Regions from separate parts of the Mus musculus genome. Here region 2 is linked to region 1. A link is a contact called in public promoter capture Hi-C data. All regions are on one chromosome and are shown on one strand. The core of a region is the stretch at or near the end of the contact, and the rest is flanking DNA. Distances in the headings are between cores, read along the strand shown. Region 1 holds the start of Nrbp2 (nuclear receptor binding protein 2). Region 2 holds the start of Slc52a2 (solute carrier protein 52, member 2).

Evidence for each region. Capture Hi-C pulls out chosen DNA fragments and counts their contacts.
Region 2: a contact with region 1 is called in a promoter capture Hi-C map of pancreatic islet. The contact joins the promoter of Slc52a2 here to the promoter of Nrbp2 in region 1. A contact is called at or near these places in 1 of 484 Hi-C or Micro-C datasets (natural killer cells), 3 of 115 datasets of contacts at active chromatin or transcription factors (astrocytes, embryonic stem cells and thymic regulatory T cells) and 2 of 9 other capture datasets (liver and pancreatic islet).

Annotation. Positions count from the first base shown.
Region 1 is chr15:76,085,804-76,093,056 of GRCm38.p6, forward strand. It overlaps Nrbp2 (nuclear receptor binding protein 2), which reads right to left and starts at 5,887. Exons shown (of 18, transcript NM_001358359.1): 1 at 5,568-5,887; 2 at 5,005-5,127; 3 at 4,835-4,936; 4 at 4,650-4,739; 5 at 4,443-4,483; 6 at 4,249-4,343; 7 at 4,099-4,122; 8 at 3,945-4,028; 9 at 3,807-3,862; 10 at 3,634-3,729; 11 at 3,062-3,194; 12 at 2,847-2,949; 13 at 2,707-2,757; 14 at 2,488-2,623; 4 more. The coding sequence starts at 5,690. The coding sequence ends at 1,273. It overlaps Gm41349 (a long non-coding RNA gene), which reads left to right and starts at 4,902. Exons shown (of 4, transcript XR_003951571.1): 1 at 4,902-5,253; 2 at 5,531-6,243.
Region 2 is chr15:76,536,776-76,543,935 of GRCm38.p6, forward strand. Slc52a2 (solute carrier protein 52, member 2) reads left to right here and starts at 2,055. Exons shown (of 5, transcript NM_029643.4): 1 at 2,055-2,420; 2 at 2,608-2,827; 3 at 2,919-3,804; 4 at 3,897-4,020; 5 at 4,139-7,160. The coding sequence starts at 2,698. The coding sequence ends at 4,351. Fbxl6 (F-box and leucine-rich repeat protein 6) reads right to left here and starts at 1,971. Exons shown (of 9, transcript NM_013909.2): 1 at 1,550-1,971; 2 at 1,142-1,300; 3 at 948-1,011; 4 at 514-645; 5 at 315-422; 6 at 118-231; 7 at 1-29. The coding sequence starts at 1,941.

The DNA.
Region 1 (7,253 bases), core at 4,637-7,136:
CCTGGTGGGTCCAACCTACTCACAAAAGGCCCCAACTCTTCCCAGCAGTGGCAAGCCAGTCAGCTAGCCCAGGACAAAGATTCAACTTGACGCTGCTGGTCTTGAGGGGGGAGAAAGAAGAACTAAGAAAAGTTGGTGGCCTCTAGAAGCTGAGAGGGGTTCTTAGTTGGCAGCTGTTGAGAAAATAGGGATTTCTGCCTTACCATTGCAGGGAAGTGAGTTCTGCCAATAGCTTGAAGGAGCAGGAGGTAAGTCCCAGCTTCCAGAAAGGAACTTAGCCTGGGTATTAATCTAGTGAGAGCCTGGATCACACTTGATGTACAGAACTCTCTCTCTCTCTGTGTGTGTGTGTGTGTGTGTGTGTGTGTGTCGTCTCAAACCACTGGGTTTATGATATCTGTTAACAGCAGCAATGTGGAACTATTCCTAATACAATAGTGAGCTTTCCTGGTTTCATACACAAAGTGTTTAAAAAGGACCGTGACTGCATTACATTTATATATGCATTTAAAAAACGTTTAAGACCTGGTTTGAAGTTGGGAGAGAGGCAGTTCAAGAACCAAGGAAACCAGGGTGGCTCTGAGGGGAAGCGTTCATCAGGACTTTGAAACCAGTAAGAAAGAGACAAGTTGGGCTGGGGAGAAAGAGGGAGCCAGGAACCCACATCCTCAACTCAAACACACAACTTCCCCAGGGAGGGAATGTGGAGGATGCCTGACCCCTGAGCCCCTAGGCCAGAGGGATGATGAATAGAAAGATCCTTCCCAAGGGCTTTGGGGAGGACACAGGTCCTGGTCTCAAGAGTGTGGAAGATCAGAAAGAGGGCTCAAGGCAGGTCTGCAAGGGATCAGGACTGGTCTGAGCAGGACCAAGGAATTCCCTGGCCATGGGTTCAACTCCAAGCTATCTAGTCTACAGTTCTCCAATCAGGTCAGGTCTGGTCTGCCTGATGCCCAGCACTGTGACACCTGAGTTCAGGCTCCTTCCCTAGGTTTCTATGCCACCTGAAGGCATGGCTGTTGTCTAGTACCAGATGGAGCGGTTCCCCTAACTGACCTGTATCCACTCTCGTCCAGGCTCAGGGCTCCATCACCACCCCAGGGTCCCACACTGCTGCAGAAAGCTGGGGGGTGGGGGTGTCTTCACTAGCAGGGCCTGTGTTCAGTTCCAGGGAACACAGGCAGAAGGCAGCTTTGAGCAGTGTGGGGGCTCTTTGCCAAGTGGACAACCCTGAGCCCCTGTATCTCTGCTGGGCCGTCAGGACTGGGAAGGTCACGCTTGCGTCCCTCGGTACTTGAGAAAAGTGGTCTCCAGAAAGGCTGCTAGCTTTGTCCTGTCATCCTGCAGTGGATGAGTAGGGAAGCATGGTAGTACCGGGCAGCTCGGCAGACCCTGCACCTTTCCACACCCAAAGCGCACCCGCCCACCTCGTGCAGGAAGCCATAATGCACTAGTTCAGCAGCGAGGTCCTGGGCACTGTCCGCTGAAGAGAGAACACAGGACAAATGAGTCATGGCACTAGCCAGTGCCTGAGCCTCAGCCCACCACCTGACCCCACTACCAGCCTACTTGGGAGCAGATCATAGGTCAGCTGCCGATGTAGCCGGTCCTCAAGCACCAAGAGCAGAGTAAGCTGCAGACGGAAGGGCGTGGTCAGAGCGGCGCCAGAGTTGATTGGTCCCCATCTTCCCTAGTCTCAACCAGGCCCCTTGCTCACGTGCCACCGAGCCTTGTCCTCGCTTCTTTCCAGGTTGCACTGCATCTGGACCACCTGTGGGCAGGGAAGGTGTATTAGCCACAGAGCACGGCTTTACAGAGGAGCCCAGAAGGAGCAGCAGAGACCCAAAGATGGTAAATGGTCTCCAAGGGAAGTCGGAAAAGCACGTCTTACTGCACCAGCCCTGAGTATTAGGGAAGCTTCCAAGACAGCCTTCGGTTTGGGTCCTGAATGATGAATACAATGCCAGAGAGGGGATGGGGGAGGCAGAGAGACAGAAACAGAAAGAGAACCGTGGAAAGCAAAGAAACGCTGTGCCCCGCAGGGTGTGACTGTACAGAAAACCAAGGTGCCACCAGGAGGAGGACAGGAGGCTGGGGCTTAGGCTGATTTCCACTAGTTCTCTGGGCAGGCCATGTAGACTACTGGCAATTGAATTTAGGGTGTATTGAGGAACGAAGGAAGCTATGAGAAGGGAGACCGGAGCAATGGCTCTGGATCCAGACGGGGAACAGACGTAGCCAAAGCCTCTGGAAGAGAGCATGCAACCGGATGGGGGAAGGACTGTAAAAGCAAGAAGCCTCTGGGGAAATGATTGTGTCGGTCCGGTTCCAGCTTCCACAAAGGGGTCAGCTTGGATTTGGTCTCTGGCAGCCTGGGGGAGAACGGGGATGGGGAGAGGCGGGTCCCCAGAGAAAGGCATCCATTTCCATTCCCTGATTGTGGTCAACTCCTAGAGACAGCACAGTACAGCAGGAGGTGGGACTCACCTTCCTGGTCTCCGAGTCAAAGGGTTCTGGCGTTGGAGTTTTGGCCTTTTGGGCTTCCTCTGGGGGTGGGGCCAACACACGGGGAAGCCCCAAGGGCCGAGCAGCCGCAAAGTTCATCAGTGGATAGATCCCGTTCCTGGGGATAGACAAGGGGGTGGGTAGCTAGGTGGGGGCTCAGGCCTGATAGTGCTTTTTCTTCAGTCTCATGCCAGCTCTCACCTGACATCCTCTAGGAATTTGTCCAGCTCCAAGAAGGAGACCTCTGAGTACCTAGAATGGTGTGGAAGGTACATGAGAGATGTCAGGGCAAAGCCTAGCCAAGCAGCTAGGAAGGGAGGCTCCGTTTGGCCACTACTCACCGCCACTGCATTGGGGGTCCATGGGGCTGCGGCATCTCAGCCAAAACTGCATGGAGGTCCATGGCCTTGGTCTTTTCCTCTACCACATTCTCAGGCATGAGGTCTGTGAACGACACAAGTGCTCATGGGGATGGACCCAACCTAAGGGTCCTGCAAAGACCCTTCCACTACCTGACCCCAGGATCCTGACCCACCCCGGCCCTTCTGCCCCTCACACTGGTGCTGGATGAAGCAGTGAGCTGCCAGCAGCTTCAGCGAGTGCACCTCAAAGAGCACTCGGTGGAAGAGGAGGTTGTGGGCTGAGGGTCGGCGGGCAGGGTCCCGGGCCAGGCAGGAGAGGATGAATTCCTAGGTTGTAAACAAGAAAGACAGGTGATAGCTGGAAAAGTCCTCGCTCTAGAGGAGGTCCTTCAAGACTCTAGACCCCACCGGTCCAATCACCACATCCTCCCACCTCAGGGATGCTGAAAGAGCCTTCCTGTATGAATGAGCAGAGAAGTCATCCCATTAGCAGCTCAAGATCTGATTCTGGACACTTGAGGACAGGCAAGCCTTGGGCTCCAAACACGTATGCCTACTTCCATTCACCCTTGTGGAGTCTGTGAGCTTCTGGAAGAGTCTTCCTTTCAGGTGGGCCTTAGTCCTCCTGCTACACTCTCAGATGTACTGACCAGGCTGCCCCTCTCAGATTTACCGACCAGGCTGCCCCTCTGGCCTGCCTAGAGCACTTCAAGGGTAAGCTGAAGCACCTGCAGCCAGCCCCAGAGGGGCAAGGTAAGCTGCTCACCCGCATGTTGGGGTCACTCAGTGAGTGCCTGGCTCGAGCGATGGCCTCTTCTGTGACTCTGGTATCCCCGTTGGCTTGGATCTCGAGTACAGCCATCTGGGTGCAGGGACAAATTGGAATTGGTGGGATGGCGTAGACCCTGGAGCAGGGGCTATGAGGAGAGTGGACAGTACCTCCAGTGCACACATCCCGAAGGAGAAGATGTCCACAGCAGTCCCATCATTGACTTCTGAAATGGGAGAAGCAAGACAGCGTTGGTCAGTTCTGATGTGCTAGCCCGTCAGATGCCTGAGAGCAGCTCAGGGACTCACCGCCATACTCTGGTGGGAAAAAGTGCAGGTTTCGGAGTTCTTCCCGTTCAGCTCGAATAGGGCTCCGGAGATCATCAGGAAGTGCTGAGGAAAAGGGTGGAGCTAAACAGACAAGTTTCTCCATGGTCCCCACACCCCCAGAGACCCCACACACCATTGGAGAAGATGCGGTACCACACTGCAACAGCCAACGCAGAGAGAAAGACAGGATGTCAGTTGGGCGGGGAGACTGGGCAGTCTCTGTCCAGGGCTCCCGCAGGTTCCCCACCCCTGCCCCCTGCCCCCTGCCCCGCCTCGCCAGCACCGGAGCCGATCTTGATGAGGCCATTGTGCTGAATGAAGATGGTGTCGCTCGTCAGGTTCCCGTGGATGATGGGGGGACTGCAGGCGTGCAAAAAACTGCAAGCATAGAGGATGAGAGGCAGGAAGAACCGGGTCAGAGAGCAGCGGAAAGGTGCAGAGCAGGGGGCAAGCGCGTGGGCAAGGCCAGGCTCTCACCTGAGTGCAGACAGGATCTGCGTACACCAGCGCTTCCAGGCCTGGCAGCGGACGCACGACTCCGTCGGGTGGGCACCAAAAGGCTGCTGAGCCTGCGGAGCCCGCCCGCTACCCCACTCCTGAACCGAGGTTTTTCGGAGTCCCCCGCCCCACTACTGTCCCTAAGTTCTGCTGGACTCCCTCCAGTCCCCAGCCCACTCCCCATACCCGGGCGTTCATGGCCTTGTGGTTCTTCTTGGTCTTTTTGAGGAACTGCTTGAGGCTGCCAGACGACACGTATTCTGTGATGAAGATGACCTGCGGGCAGGCGGGCTCCGCCGTTGCGGGTGGGTCTCCATGCTGCCCCACCCAGCCTGTGGCTTCACTCCGCCCTTCACCCGCCCCTAGCTCACCCTCGCGCGGGCCTCAGAGGCGTCCAGCCAATACTTGTGCAGCTTGACGATGTTGGGATGGTCCACCAGCGCCAGCTGCTCAAACATGGTCTGGATCTTCTCCTGGGGAAAGAGGATGGTTGTGGGGCCAATCAACGGTATGGGGCAAAGCGGGTATAGACAGGCCTCACCTCATGGGCCGCAAAGGCCTTCCTATCCCCGAAGTGAAGTTCGTTCCACACCACTTCTACACCCTCCTCCGTGTCCATGGCCAGAAAGGTGCTCTGGATCCCGGGCATGTTCCCTTGGTTCACCTAGGTGGGAAGAATGTGTGTCCTGATACGAATAGACCCAGGGTGTGGACGTGGTCTCCGCCACAACCTTCCCCCAGCCGTGAATGTGCTGCTAGCCTTGCCCAGCTCAGTGGGAGGGCTGAGGAGGTAAGGCTGGGAATCAAGAACCCAGGGGGAGAAGGGTGGTGTCCAGGGGCTGGGCCAGAAGGTACGCAGGTTTTAGAGGTTGGGGAGATCCCCAGAGCGGTAGTAGGGATCCAAGAGGCACGTGGAGGTGGTCCCAGTATGACACCGGTGTTCAAGGAATGGGGGTTTCTCACCAGGGCTTGGGGCCAAAGGGATCCGAGGGCCTCCAGAGGCCAGGGCGTCCGGGGAGACCCTCATACTGGCTCGGCCCCACGGATCCCATGGCTTCTATCCTTAGGCTACGGGACGGCGGCGTCACCCGCACCCGTGCCCACCTGCTCCCGCCGCTTCTGCCAGCGGCCACACGGGCTCTCCTCCAGGATGTCGCTCTCGTCCTCGCTCTCGTCCTCCCGCTCGCGCTCCCGGCCTCTCCTCGGCGCCGGCTCCGGGGCCGCCATGGCTCGGCGAGCCCAGGCCGCCGCCCTCCGCGCAAGCCCTCGCCCCGCTCCCGCCCGCCCTGGCCCAGCGCCCAGCAGCCCAACCTGGAGCCCAGCGGAGCGGCCGCCGCGAGCCCTCCTCGGCTCCGGGAATTGGGAGGCGCGGGCTCGCAGCGGACCCGAGGGAGGAGCCGCCCCGCCCCTCCGGAGCCGCCTCTGCAGGCCGGTGCTGGACTGTAGCTCGATCCAGGGCGGCAGAACCCCGCCCCAGGCACGCCTCGTCCTCCCAGACCACTCCTGCTTCCCCCAAAGCTCCGCCTCAAAGAGACGCGCCCCTCAAAGGCACCACCCATTCCTGCGGAGGCCTCTCCAAGGTTTCCCAGGCAGCTGTGGTTCTCCCAGCAGACTGTGCCTGGCCTCTTCGGGAACCACTTTTGCCCAACTCTTGAAGCCAGTTCTTCCAGCACCGCATCCCGATCCTGCTCCCATGACAAGTGTCCTGAACTCGGCCCGATGTAGAGAGTCTGAATGGGGCATCAAGGGTCAAGGGCATCTGGGGGCAGGCACTTCAGTGGTAAGAAACCATATGGTCTCAGAAATGGGACCAGTTCCCTCCTCAGGTAGCCAAGGAACGCATCACTAAAGATGCACCGCAGCAGAGACTGATGGGATACTCTTTAAATCCTGACTGCCTGTCTCTTCCTGGACCAGAATTCCGTGCAAACCCACTTTTCATAATGGCGAGTTTCTCTTTTCTCCCCAAATGTGACGCTCTCCGTTCCACTATGGGCTCCCTTGAAGCAATGGAACCACGAAGAGGGAGCATTTCTCACTTGTCACATCCAGCAGACTCCCCCACCCCCCGAAAACCTCTATCCACCCCTCAACTGCCCTCAGTCCTACCTCTGCCCTTCTACCCACCGGCACCTCCCCTTTCTATATAGAGACCCTGGCTGTCCTCTGATTTAAACATCATCTGACCCCTGACCAGCTCTGCCCCCCACTCTGCTCCTGACTTCTGTCATAGCCCGCTCAGAATGCTGCAGCTTGCTGTGGACTTCTACCTATCCTGAGAAGGGTTAGCTAGTTTAGCAGATCAGGAGGGGTTAACCCTCTACTGGCCCTAGAAGTCAGAACAGGGCCAATGCTTGGAAGACAATTCCCATGTCCTTGGATCTACCTATTTGTGTCTGTTTAACTAGGACCCTAGCCACACTGGAGAGTCTGCACTAAGAACACAAATGATGAAGAGCCTTGTACCACAGTGTTAGCAGAGCCTCTTGGGGGGGGGGCAGGCACTACAGATAGAACCCGTTTTTTAAAAATGTGACATTGAGGGCTCGTTGGTTAAGAGTACTTCTGCTCTTGCAGAAGACCCAAGTTCAATTCCCAGCACTCACACAAGTTCACAATTACCTGTTACTCCACTTCCAGGGGATCTGCTGCCCTCTTCTGGTCTTGATGGGTACCAAACGCACATACATGTAGGCACTCATTATCACATACACATAAAATAAACCTTAAAAACAATGCACAACACCAAGGCTAGTGGCACGCACAGATCACAGCTGGCAGTAGCACATG
Region 2 (7,160 bases), core at 805-3,304, 450 kb after region 1:
AGCCAAATCAGATTCAGCAGCCGCAGCACCTAGGAAGAGGGAAGAAGAAGGAGGGAGGAGGGACAGGCTGCAGATATGGCAAGGGGTGGCAGGTGGGAGACAGTAGGGTATAAATACCTGCAGCTGGGGGCAGCCTTTCTGCAGGGCTTCCACAGGCAGCTGCAGGGGTGTGTTGTTGCAGTTCATGCCAGTGCTGACCTGGAGGACTTGGAGCTGTGGGCAGCAGTTGTCCTGGAATGGTGGGATAAACACTGCTAGGTCAAAGGCCTGGGCTGGTCCCCACTGAGCCCTTTTCCTGACCATCCCCAGCCTACCAGCAGTGCGCCCAAGATGGCCGTCGTCTGGGAACTGTAGGTCAGCCACAGTTTACGCATTCGGGACCCGGCCTCCTCCAAGAAGCTCACCACAGCTGTGGACTCCACCTGGGGATCCAGCCCAAAGGTGCAGCTCATGCATGTCACAAGGGCCCAGGCGATTTCAGGGTCCCCCACCCACCCACGGCAAAGGACTCACCATGGAATGATGTAGGTCCAGGCTGTGGAGCTGGCAGCAGGCTCTCGCTAACATGACCAGAGTTTCAGCAGTCACAGTGTGGCAGTCTGAAAGCTTGAGGAAGGTGAGCCGAGGGCAGAACTTGCTAACCAGCTGTAGCAAGAGATAGAGAGAGAGAGAGAGACCATCCAGGGTTGTGGAGGGCAGGTAAAGGTCTATCTACAGGGACACTGGTAGTCATGACAAGCCTATCCTATAGTCCCAGCTATGACTCCATTCTGTCCACGCCAGGCCTACATGGAAATTGCTGTCTCCTCCAGCAATTTCCTAAGATGTCAGCAAGACGAAACTGAGCAGGCAGGCAGACAACTCTGTGGTACACCACCAGGGCACCCTCCCCATAGTAGACCACTCAAACGTGACAGCTTGTGTGCAGGGCAGTCTCCAGCTCTTACCTCCAACACAGAGTGTACTTGAGACTTCCAGTGGATGAGGGTCAAGCTCTGGAGCTGAGAGAACCTGGGCGACAGCAAGGCCCGGCTGTAGTTGTGCTCTTGTCCTTACGCTGCCCCCTTCTGGACAGAATCCTCCCCTACTCAACGCGGATGCAGGGAAGACAACAGACAGTAAGATGACAAGGAGCCCTCACCGATTGGGTACGAGCCACTCCAGGCAAGCAAGGAGCTTCTTCTCTCCCTTAAGGTTGCCCTTGCCAGCCCGGCCAACCAGCGAGGGTGACAGGGTCACAGTATGCCAGAGTGAAGGATGGGAGGTGGCTTCGTGCCAGTGACGGCAAACGCGTGCAGCCCTAGGAGAAGAAAAAGTTTGCTGAGAGTGCGTGGCCTTTTGCGGGTAATGCCTACAATGGAGTGTTTTAGGAGCAGCGCAGCGGTCTTAAAGCCTGCCGTCGCCCGTTCTCAGTGCTAGGCTTTGAGCTCTAAGTGAAGACAGGTGCCGGAGCACTTGTGTTCGCCCGATGTGATGCCTGCTCTGCCCTCTGCTCTGCAGCACCCGCTCAGTGCGCCAGTCTCTACCGCGGCAGGCGCTGTTGGTGTACCTGCCAAGAAACGGCATGGGCCCATGAGCCGCAACCAACAACCCGAAAATATGCACCAGGACTTCTAAGGGAATACGGTCTCCCCAACCAGAGTCCAGGCCCTGATCGAGCGACGGCTCCGGTCGGGGTTTGGTCCTGGGCTTGGCGACAGCCGTGGGGCCACGAGCCAGTGACCTCGGAGCGCGGCGACGGGCGCGCCGGTGCGCACGAGCGCGGGGAGGCTCCAGGTCCGGCAGCACGAGCAACATGCTGTCCGCTTGCAGCAGGTGGTACCCAGAGCCGCGAGGTGCCAGGCGGTCCCACCACCAGTCCTCCGCCGAGCGGCCCCGCGCATCGGGCCGCTTGGAGCTTCGAACTCGACGTCTAACTCGCCTAGAGGCCACGGGAGCCATAGCCCCCGGGAGCTGAACTAAAAGCGGAAGGTGGGTGGGCAGAGAGGAAGGGGCGTGGCCCCTTAGCTCACTCCTTTACACTACACTTAGCTTCCGGGGGTGGGACTTCCGCCGCAGTCTAGCGCATTAGCCGGCGTCTTACTACAACCCTTTGGCTGGGGTTTGGCTGCCTTCCGGGCTAAGTGGCGTGCTCCCGGGGCTGGGCGGGCTGCTCCGGCCCCACGCCCCTGATGCACCGCACTCAGCCGAGGAGCCCAGAATCGAATCAAGTCAGCCAGCCACACCTCTTGCCGATCCACGCCGGCTGCCTGAAGTTAGCTGTCATCCAGTCTGGTTTAGCCGCGCCAAGACTTGGTCCTCCGCAAGCATCAAGGACTGGCTCTTTCGCTCATCTTCCTCCCCGGAACCATGCTTTAAGCCAGCTTCTCGCTCCCCCGCTTGCCAGTCTTGTACAGAAGGGTCCCGGTGCAGGCTCCATGGTAGGTGCAGCTCCTGATCTATCCGCCGCCTCCCTCCAGGTGCCTTGGTTTTGCAATCTGGCCACCTCAGACCCTGACTCTGCCCACTCGCATGTTTTTTTGTTTGTTTGTTTGTTTTGTTTTGGTTTGTTTTGGTTTGTTTTTTGTCTCCGTCCAGGTGAAAAAGCTTGACTCTTTTTTTCTCTAGAATAGTTAGAGAAGCTTTGGATCTACGTGGGAAAAGGGCGGACTGTTACCTTCGCTTTGTCCTGGAGGGCCCGCTTTGACCTTTGACCTAATGGCAGCACCTCCGCTGGGCCGACTGGTGCTGACCCATCTGCTGGTGGCCCTTTTCGGCATGGGCTCCTGGGCTGCTGTCAACGGGATCTGGGTAGAGCTGCCGGTAGTGGTGAAAGAGCTCCCGGAGGGTGAGTGAAGTGGGCGGAGGTAGGCTGCTGCTGTTGCTGCTCTTCGTTCCTTAGCCTGGTGCCTTTACACTATCTCCTCCTTCCACTGCAGGTTGGAGCCTCCCTTCCTACCTCTCTGTGCTTGTGGCGCTGGGAAACCTGGGTCTGCTGCTGGTGACTCTGTGGAGGCGTCTGGCTCGCGGCAAGGGCGAGCAAGTCCCCATCCGAGTGGTTCAGGGGCTAGGCATAGTGGGCACAGGCCTACTGGCCTCTCTGTGGAACCACGTGGCCCCAGTGGCAGGAAAGCCGTACTCAGTGGCCTTCCTAACGCTGGCGTTTGTGCTGGCATTGGCCTGCTGTGCTTCTAATGTCACTTTCCTGCCCTTCTTGAGCCACCTCCCACCCCCCTTTTTACGGTCTTTCTTCCTGGGTCAGGGCCTGAGTGCCCTCCTGCCCTGTGTGCTAGCCCTGGGTCAAGGGGTGGGCCGCCTTGAGTGCCTGCATGTGCCTGCCAACAGGACCACTGGGCCTCCGATCGAGGTGTCTCCCATTAATTTCCCTGAACGGTTTTCTGCCACCACGTTCTTCTGGGTGTTGACTGCCCTTCTGGGCACTTCAGCAGCTGCCTTCCAAGGCCTCCTGTTACTACTGCCATCCCCGACATCTGAACCCACAACAGGTACAGGGCTTCGGGTAGAAACACCAGGAACAGAGGAGGAAGAGGAAGAGGAAGAGGCCTCACCTTTGCAGGAGCCACCAGGCCAGGTGGCAGGCATTGTTTCCAGCCCAGACCCTAAGGCCCATCAGCTGTTCTCTTCCCGAAGTGCCTGTCTACTGGGCCTGCTGGCCATCACCAATGCTCTGACCAATGGCGTGCTGCCCGCTGTACAGAGCTTTTCCTGCCTGCCCTATGGGCGCCTGGCCTACCACTTGGCTGTCGTACTGGGTAGCTGTGCCAACCCCCTTGCCTGCTTTCTGGCCATGGCAGTGCTGTGCAGGTGCTCACGGACTCCCAAGCCCCCATGGGGAAGAGCTTGAGGTGGGCCAGGGCCTGGCACAGCCAGTCCTGATCCCAGCCCATCCTTGGCAGGTCTCTGGCAGGGCTGTGTGGTCTGTCTCTGCTGGGCATGCTCTTGGGCTCCTACCTGATGACACTGGCAGCCTTAAGTCCCTGTCCTCCTCTGGTGGGCACCTCTGCAGGTGTGGTCCTCGTGGTAAGTACAATGGGGACATGAAACAGGAACAGGGCTTGTCTCATAGCAGGGGAATTTCATGCTCAGCCCGCTGCTGCGAATCTCCCCTCTACGACACCCCGCCCCACTCCCCTTTCAGGTACTCTCATGGGTCCTGTGCGCAGGCACGTTCTCGTATATCAAGGTGGCGATCAGTTCCATGTTACACAGCGGAGGCCGGCCAGCACTGCTCGCTGCTGGCGTGGCTATTCAGGTGGGCTCTCTGCTGGGTGCGGTCGCCATGTTCCCTCCTACCAGCATCTACCGAGTATTTCGCAGCGGAAAGGACTGTGTGGACCAGTGTGGCCTCTGAACCCAGACGTGTAGGAGTTACTTCACACTTGTCTCCACCTGGAGGGTAGGAGGGATGGTCACAGTGCCTGGGTCCTGTGGCCCAAGGTGGCCACCCTACACACAGATAATATGGATATTTCACACTCCACAAGAGACCTGGCTTTGGAGAAAAGACCAGTGTGAGGACCAAAGAGCAGGCCCAGACCCAGGGATAGATTGGAGCTGCGCGGCCTTCACCCCTGGGACCTCTGTGGGATTTGCACAATAAAACATCTTCATCCAATGGGTTGTTAATCCCATGAGCACAGCTCTATGCCAGGCCTCCTTCCCTCCGTAGGCAGCCCCTCTCCCCCAGGATCCTGGTTATAGCTTCCTCCACTCGCCTAGTGGCTCTTGCAGGGCCTTGGGTGACCTCAGGACTCCTACATGATTGCTTTGCTTTTCTGGGACTACTTCGGTAGCTGAAGGCCAACTCCCAGGGCCCATGTGGGGCTGAAGCAGGATAATGCCTTCGATTGGCTGGACAAGCAGCAGGGTCACTCACTGCTCCACACCGCGTCTTCAGGGTGTGAGGGTCTGGCATGGTTGGGAAGTCAACCAACAAGGAAACTTGGGGGGGTGGTGGGGGCTGATTACACACAAGACCCTTCTGCCAAGATCGTCACCTTCAGAGTTTGGTGCAAGGTCCAGGTACAAATTTTGCTTTACTTTTTTTGTAATTTTATATGCATGGGTATTTTGCTTGAGGAGGTCAAAATTGAATATCCAATCCACTGGAACTGGAGTTACCGACTGCTATGAGGTGCCATGAGAGTGCTGGAAATTGAACCCAGGTCCTCTGGAAGAACAGTAAGTGCTTTTAACCACTGAGCCTTCTCTCCAGCCCCCAGGGCCGTTTTTTTGTTTTTTGGGGGTTTTTTTGTTTTTTTTTTTCTTTTAAAGTTCTGACCCTCTTGGGACCTTTGAACTTGACAGCATTGCTTATCAGACCTCCAGCGAATAAAGTTTCCAGCTTCTATAGTCAAAGCCACAATGTGTCCCTTTAGGTAGACACATAGCTAGCTGTCTTCCACTCAAACTCCTGGGCCTTTGCCCTGTGGCATCTGTAGGGTTGTTTCTGGGCTGAGTGGATCTAAAGCTCTCACACAAAGGACTGGAGCCTCAGGTAGAACTGGGAAGATCCTTTGAAGCTATGAGGGTCTGAAGGCCATGCCAGGGTGAGAGCCTGGGTTTCTGCCTTCTCTCTGTCTTAGGGCAGACTAGAGAGAGAAACCTGTGAGGGACACACAACACCAAGTGTGTACCAGGGTGACTTTGAACTCACAGGAGTTGCGTGGGAGAAGGGGATTTCCACCCGGTTCTTTCAGATGATCTTTCTGAACGTTAACACTTCTGTCCTCGAATTGGCCGCCTGGCTTTGTTTTCCTCCTGGCCTCCAGACCTAGTCAGGATCACCTGAGCAGGGGGGAGCTCCCTGGTCTCTTAGGAGTTTCCGAAGCTCAGGTATTGGCTAGGAGGAGCGGGAGTGATAGGGCAAGGTAGGCAGGCACTGATGGGCCGGCAGAGGTAAGGGCGGTATGCAGGAGTAAAGCAAGGGAGACCAGTATTAAGGTTCAACTCTGCAGGACTCTCCTTCCACTGACCCTTTTCCCCTTTGTACTCTGCCCTTGTCCCTGCTTAGCACCCTTGCCTGGGGCCCCTCCCTCCTTGGCTGCCTGAGGCTAGAGACTGGGAGAGCCACCTCCTGGCTCCCTTTCTTGGCTTCCTCGGGTCAGTGATCCGACCATAGCCTCTGCCTTATGCTCACATGTGGATTTGTGCAAGGTGTGCTACGTCCAAGGGCCACGGGGCAGCATAGCCCTTCAGATCCGTAGGGTCTCCTGAAGAGAAGGGAACGGGTCCCCCAGATCCTGGCCAGCCTGTGCTAGAAGTGGGTGATTTGAGGAAGCTATTACTCTTTGAAGTTCTAGTGCCTTCCTGTCCTGCCACAGAAAACCGGGGCAAGGGTCAAAATAACACAGGGTGTAAAACAACAGATCCAGGATGAAGGTAAGGCTGTTTACCAAGTCCACAGGTTTTCATGACAGTCAGGAGAGCCCACCATCCAGGTGCCTGAGTCCTGGTCTGGGGGAGCGTGTTGGAAGATACCCCACAAGAAGACAGCCGCTGAAGCAGGATGTCTTGTCCCAGAAGGCAGTCCCTTGAGTGTGGAGCCACACTGCACAGTTTTCTGTGTTACCACCATGAATGTCCCCTTAGCTCCTAAAAATCAGAAAAGGGCCATTCAGGGGTAGCCTCTTTTCCAGATGTGAGACAGCCTATGATACAGGGATAAGGCTTGTCTTTTTTTTTTTTTTTTTTTCCAGAGCTGAGGATCGAACCCAGGGCCTTGGGCTTTCTAGGCAAGCGCTCTACCACTGAGCTAAATCCCCAACCCCAAGGCTTGTCTTTTGGGGACAGAATGACTTAACATTAATGTCTTCCCCATCCTGGTTTCTTAGCCCACTGAGTCCCCAGTAGCAGTGGGTTTTGATGCAGCCGCAGATGTTAAAACCTTTCAACCCTGCTCAGAGACTCAACCTGATTTGGAGACACAGGATAATCCTTCAAGGGTCACCACACTTGAACTCAGAGCGCCCTAATTTCTATGATACTGGAAGACAAGAGGGGGTGTGGAGCATTAGCAGTTCCAAGAAATAGCCGCTTTAGCCCCTCCCACCCCATCTTACCTCCAAGGAAACCATTTGTTGCTGTGCTTAGAGCTTCTGGGGCTCCAAATCTAACGTTCATTGTCTTTTTCTCTCCCTTCCTTTCCCCTCTTCCCCTCC